2 separate regions of the Pan troglodytes genome follow, and region 2 is linked to region 1. The links are chromatin contacts, called in public Hi-C maps. All regions are on one chromosome and are shown on one strand. The core of a region is the stretch at or near the end of the contact, and the rest is flanking DNA. Distances in the headings are between cores, read along the strand shown.

What was found. Hi-C and Micro-C count contacts between places; a contact is called where the count stands out from the background.
Region 2: a contact with region 1 is called in a Hi-C map of induced pluripotent stem cells, with 3 times the contacts expected there. The contact joins the enhancer-like site here to the promoter of WDR87 in region 1. A contact is called at or near these places in 4 of 7 Hi-C or Micro-C datasets (blood, induced pluripotent stem cells and stem cell-derived neural progenitor cells) and 1 of 1 datasets of contacts at active chromatin or transcription factors (stem cell-derived excitatory neurons).

What each region holds. Positions count from the first base shown.
Region 1 is chr20:41,037,246-41,039,963 of NHGRI_mPanTro3-v2.0_pri, reverse strand. It overlaps WDR87 (WD repeat domain 87), which reads left to right and starts at 1,462. Exons shown (of 6, transcript XM_054673401.2): 1 at 1,462-1,636. It overlaps SIPA1L3 (signal induced proliferation associated 1 like 3), which reads right to left and starts at 1,371. Exons shown (of 22, transcript XM_024351291.3): 1 at 804-1,371.
Region 2 is chr20:41,217,992-41,220,955 of NHGRI_mPanTro3-v2.0_pri, reverse strand. All of the region lies in intron 4 of SIPA1L3 (signal induced proliferation associated 1 like 3), which reads right to left. Among named protein-coding and RNA genes, the nearest start is that of DPF1, 130 kb to the left of the region's middle. Within about 2 kb of position 1,590, at least 3 of the 24 cell types and tissues checked have an H3K27ac peak or open chromatin away from gene starts, as enhancers often do. A contact at or near this core is called in induced pluripotent stem cells, where this site is marked.

The sequences.
Region 1 (2,718 bases), core at 213-2,712:
CTCTGGGCCACTAGGAAAACGCTGAATAAATGGTACCATTTACTGAGCGTTATATGCCAGCTGCTGAGCTAAGCACTTTACACATGGTATTCTCACTGCATCCTGAAAACAACTCGACGAAGTGGTTGCTATTTAAATCCCCATTTTATAGATAGGGAAACCAAGGCACAGAGAGGTGAAGCCAGTTGCCCAAAGTCACACAACTGGTAAATGTTCAAATTTGAACCTGGGGTCTCTCTGCCTTCCAAACCAACGCTCTTAACAAAATAATCTCGGTTAACAGCAGCTAGCCTGCATTGGGTGCTAACTAAGGACTCACCTCTTTACATGCACACGCTCAACTAATCCTCACCCTATGCAATCGATAACATCTTCACCTCATTTTTCGGAGAGCTAACAATAACCCAAATACGTAGTAAGTGCCTCCTATGTGCCAAATGTTTTATTATATTATCTCAACAGAGTCTCCGCCAAGATGCTCTCCTACTCCGTTTTACTGCAGGGGAAATTGAGGTTCGGCGCGGTTTCCCCAGATCGCGGCTCCCGAGTGGCACAGCCGGGACGCGAATCCACCGCTCCCCGCCTCCAAGCTCTTCACCACAGCGCCGGGGTGCACGCCTGGAAAGTTGAGCCATGCGGGCACGAGTCCGGCTGGGTCCGGAGGGCGCGAGTCCCGGCGCCGCCGCCCCCCACGGCCAGTACCCACACCCGGCCGTCCGCCCGCGCTGACCCTCGGGGTCCGGGCAGCCACCGATTCCCCGCCACCCTTGCGCGAGGCCGATCCTGCACCCGGAGCCACGTACCTGGACGCCCCGGCTGCCCGCCTCGCGGGCCCCACGATCGCGGCGTCCAGCTCCGCGCCGCTCGCTGGAGACGCCGCCAGCTCCGGTGGCCCGAGTGACTTCCAGGCTGCCCACTTCCAAGCCGCTTCGCGCGAGTCCTCCTGGGAACTGTAGTTTCGCCCTAGCCGGCCGCGAACTCAAAAGAGAATAGCGCGCGGGGGCTGCCGGGAGCCGTAGGCGCACCGCCGCGCTGCCTCCTAGGAACGGTAGTCCGCTGGTCGCCTTCGTGCAGCTCCAGTCTCTAGAGCACTTCCGCAGCCCCGAGGGGCGTGAGGGAGGGAGGTGTGTCTCCTGCAGACTACAGCTCGAGAGCCGCGCTCTTCGCCCCGCCGGGGCGGTTTCTCCTTTCTTCTGGCCCCGTCTACCTCCTCCCTTCATTCGGCGGAACCTCTCCCTCACTCTCTGCCAGGCTCGAGTCACTCACCCCTAGGACGCTAGCCCGGGGGAAACGGGGGAAGCGGAGCAGTGCGCTAGACCCCCAGCGGAGGGGGCGGTGGAAGAGGGCGTAGATGCACGCCCGCGCACGCGCGGTCGTCGGCAGACCCCGGCCTAAATTGCCGCGGGCCCCCGCGGAGAGGATTTTTTTTTTTCTTTCGAGAGCGCGCGCCCATGCGCACGCGCGTTCAGACCCCTGGCCTCGGGAAGTCCGCCGGCTGCGGGGTTGGGGGCCAACCGTTCTGTGGGCGGAGTCCTCTCGCAGCATCCGCCAGGTAGCTTCTTAGTTGCTGCCCCTAGCTCTAGGAGCTCCTGAGTGCACACGCCGTACCCGTCCCTTGTCGGGAATCCTGTCGCAGGTAACAGGCGCAGCCGATGCTTTGAGATAGAGACGCCCTGCCTTCCCTGCCACGTGCAGGAGGCCCGAGGGTGAGGGGCCCCAGGTGTAGTCGCCTCTCCCCGGCGTAGGCGGCTCCAGAGCTCTGCCTTCGACGGGAGCCACAAGACCCGGGGGCTGCCTAGGGGCCTTGTTATCTTGCATTCTTTTGTTGATCGCACATTCCTGAGGGTAACTAGTGTTTGTAGAGTACCTACACCTTGGGAAATTTTGTCCAAATTTAATCCACCTGGTGACATAACCAAGCAGCGGAATACCCCGCAACACACACTCCTTTTTTAATGTATATTGCCACTCCTCCATAAGAGTTACCGAGGGAATTGACTGGAATTGCAAGGTCCTCTGGTGGAGAAGCCGGAGTCAATACCCTTTCCGCCTCAGCCTGCCTTCTAGGAAGATGTTCACTAGCACTTGAAGCTGGGAAGCATATGTTTCTTCCTGGGAGACCACATTTTTCCACTCATTCAACAAAAATGGATTAACCACCTATTCCATGTCAGGTTGGGTGATTATGGAGACACAAGAGAAATCCAGACAGACTGGAGTCCTACCTTCAGGGAGTTTTCAGTCCAGTAGGGATATCAGGCCACCACCAGACTACAACAATGTAGAGCAATACTAGCTAAGAGAAATACACCCTGCACTTTGAGCCACCGAGGCAGGAGGATCACTTAAGGCCAGGAGTTGGAGACTGGCCGGGTAACATAGCAAGACCCTATCTCTACTAAAACTAAAAAACTAGCTAGGCGTGGTGGCATGTGGCCATAGTCCCAGCTATTCAAGAGGCTGAGTATCGCTTAAGCCCAGGAGTTTGAGACTGCAGTGAACCATGATAGCATCACTGCCCTCCAGCTTGGGCGACAAAGCAGAACCCTGTCTCTTTAAAAAAAAAAAAAATTATATATGTGTGTGTTTTTATGTGTAATGCAAGCCACATATGCAATTTTAATTTTGACATAAACAGGTAAAATTCATTTTATTTATCATTATTATTTACTTACTTTTTTTTTCTTGCTATGTTGCCCAGGCTGGTATTGAACTCCT
Region 2 (2,964 bases), core at 341-2,840, 180 kb before region 1:
GAAATGTATTTCCAGCACCCACAGCCCATTTGTACCCCTTTTTCCTCAAAATTAACTCTATCCTGACTTTCAACACCATCATTTATTTCTGTCTATTTTTGAACTTCAGGCAGTTTGTATTTTTTTATTCTTTTTTTCTTTTGAAGACAGGGTCTAACTCTGTTGCCCAGGCTGGAATGGAGTGGCACAATCATGGTTCACTGCAGCCTCGACCTCCTGGGCGCAAGAGATCCCCTGCCTCAGCCTCCTGAGCAGCTGGGACTATAGGCATGTGCCACCATGCCTGGCTAATTTTGTATATTTTTGTAGAGACAGAGTCCCACTATGTTGCCCAGGCTGGTCTGCAACTCCTAGGCTCAAGTGATCCTCCTGCCTCGGCCTCCTGAAGTGCCAGGATTACAGGTGTGAGCCACTGCGCCCAGCCAGGCAGTTTGTATTCTTTTGTTATCTAGCTTCTTTCTCTGAATGCTACATATATGAGCTGCAGCTATGCTGTTGCGAGAGGCTGACGTTTTACTCCTTTTCACTGTTGATGAGCACCAGAACTGCTTCCAGTATTTGCCAACTGTGAATAGTGCTGTTAGGAACCCTCACAGAAGCACCTCAGTGCACATGAACACCTTTTCTTTTGGGTTTATGCCTAGGATAGAAATTGCTAAATCACCAGGCATGCTAATCTTCAATTTTACTGAACTGCCAAACAGTTTTCCAAGTGGTTGTACCAATTTACACCCCACCAGCCCTGTCTGAGAGCCCCTGCTGCTCCACATCCTCACTAATACCAGCTCATGCTTGTAGCCACAGCATGCTGCTGGCCACCAGGTTATGCCATGCACTGGACCAGCACCACACCAAGAACGCACAAAGAAAAATCCCTCTCCAGGGGGCTTGTTACAAGCACCCAAAGTACACTTGGGGCTGTGGTTTAAAGACTAAGGAGGAGGCCAGGTGCGGTGGCTCACACCTCTAATCCCAGCACTTTGAGAGGTCGAGGTGGGCGGATCACTTTAGGTCAGGAGTTCGAGACCAGCCTGGCCAACGTGGTGAAACCCTGTCTCTACTAAAATAGAAAAATTAGCCAGGCATGATGGCTCATGCCTCTAATCCCAGTTACTCAGGAGGCTGAGGCAGGAGAATCACTTGAACCCAGGAGGCGGAGGTTGCAGTGAGCCAAGATTGTGCCACTGCACTCCAGCCTAGGCGACAGAGTGAGACTCCGTCTCAACAAAAACAACAAAAAGACTAAGGAGGATAAGTATTAACTGCAAAAACATGCTTGCCTAAGTCGACAAACACAGGAGGTGGCAAAAATAACATGTCATGACTTCACCTCTAAGCACACAACCCACCCTCACCAAATAGCACCTGGGCGAGAGGCATGTGTGGAAGGAATAGAATGATCCCACTTCTGGCCCCGGTAATTAACAAACAAACAAATCTCTCTTATCACAAGCACGGTAGTGTCGAAACCAATCATGAAAAGCAATGATGTTGGGGGCTTTGCCCTGTCAATCTGAGTGGCCCTGGGGTTGTGGGTTTCAGTTAAGACCAACAGGATCAGTGTCTTTATATCTTACTGACACTGTCCCACAGTGCCCTCTGCTGGGAACGAGGGACAGCACGGACCAGAAATCTTCCTTCTTCCTCCCTGGAGACGGGTGACTTACAGTCACATTTTGGCTCTGACCACCTCATCGGCGCGCACTACTTGAAAAACTCCTTTAGCACTGGGGACAGTAAGTGGGACACTGGCAGGTCATGAGTGGCCACCTCACTCTCCATCTGGTCACCCCCACCATCACCTCCCACCTGGACAGCAGCCTCCTCCAGGTCTCCCTGCCCCTGCCCTGTCCCCAGTCCATTCTTTCTACAGCTGCCTGAGTCAGATCACAGCCTTCCTCTGCTCAGAGGCTGAAAACATCTGGCATCAGCTAGACGAGGGCAACAAATCAAGTGAGCTGTGAAAGGCACACAGTACCATGCAAACAAGGAGGTTCCAGCTGGTACAGGTTATCCCCACTCACTCCTGACTCAGACGTACTCCCCGCTTGACTCTGTGCTGGGCGGCAGGTGTACCCTTCAAGAACATTTCCTAGGAGGTTACTTAGGAGGTGGTCTGCCTGGGTTTGAATTCTAGCTCTAGCTCCTCCCTAGCTATGTGACTCTGGGCAAGTCGCTTAATTTCCCTATTTCCTCATTGATAAAATGGGGATAAAAATGCCTGCCTCAAGGCAATGAAAGGATTAAAAAAGATCCGTGCATAATGCTTAGTGCTGTATCTTGGGTATAGAGTGAGAGCTCAATGTGTGCTAACCATTATTATCTGTAGATGTGTGTTAAATGTTTATGGACAAAGCCACATGCATAGTTAATAGTTTTAAAAATATTATTTCTTTTTTATTTATTTTGTTTTTGGAGACAGAGTTTCGCTCTTGTCGCCCAGGCTGGAATGCAATGGTGTGATCTTGGCTCACTGCAACCTCTGCCTCCTGGGTTCAAGTGATTCTCCTGCCTCAGCCTCCTGGGATTACAGGTAGCTGGGATTACAGGAGTGTGCCACCATGCCCAGATAATTTTTGTATTTTTAGTAGAGATGGAGTTTTGCCATGTTGACCAGGCTGGTCTCGAACCCCTGACCTCAGGTGATTCACCTGCGCAGGCCTCCAAAAGTGCTGGGATTACAGGCGTGAGCTACCACGCCTGGCAATTAATTTATTTTTAATAGAGATGGGGTCTTGCTACGTTGTCCAGGTTGGTCTCAAATTCCTGGGCTCAAGCAATCTTCCCGCCTCAGCTTCCCAAAGTGCTGGGATTACAGGTGTGAGCCACTGCACCTAGCTGAGTTTTAAATTTTTTAACCTTAAGCAGGAAGCTACATTTTTTGCTTTTCCCCCTACTTAACAATATGCTTTGGAGATTGTTCATTTAAACATACACACGGCCAGGTGCAGTGGCTCATGCCTG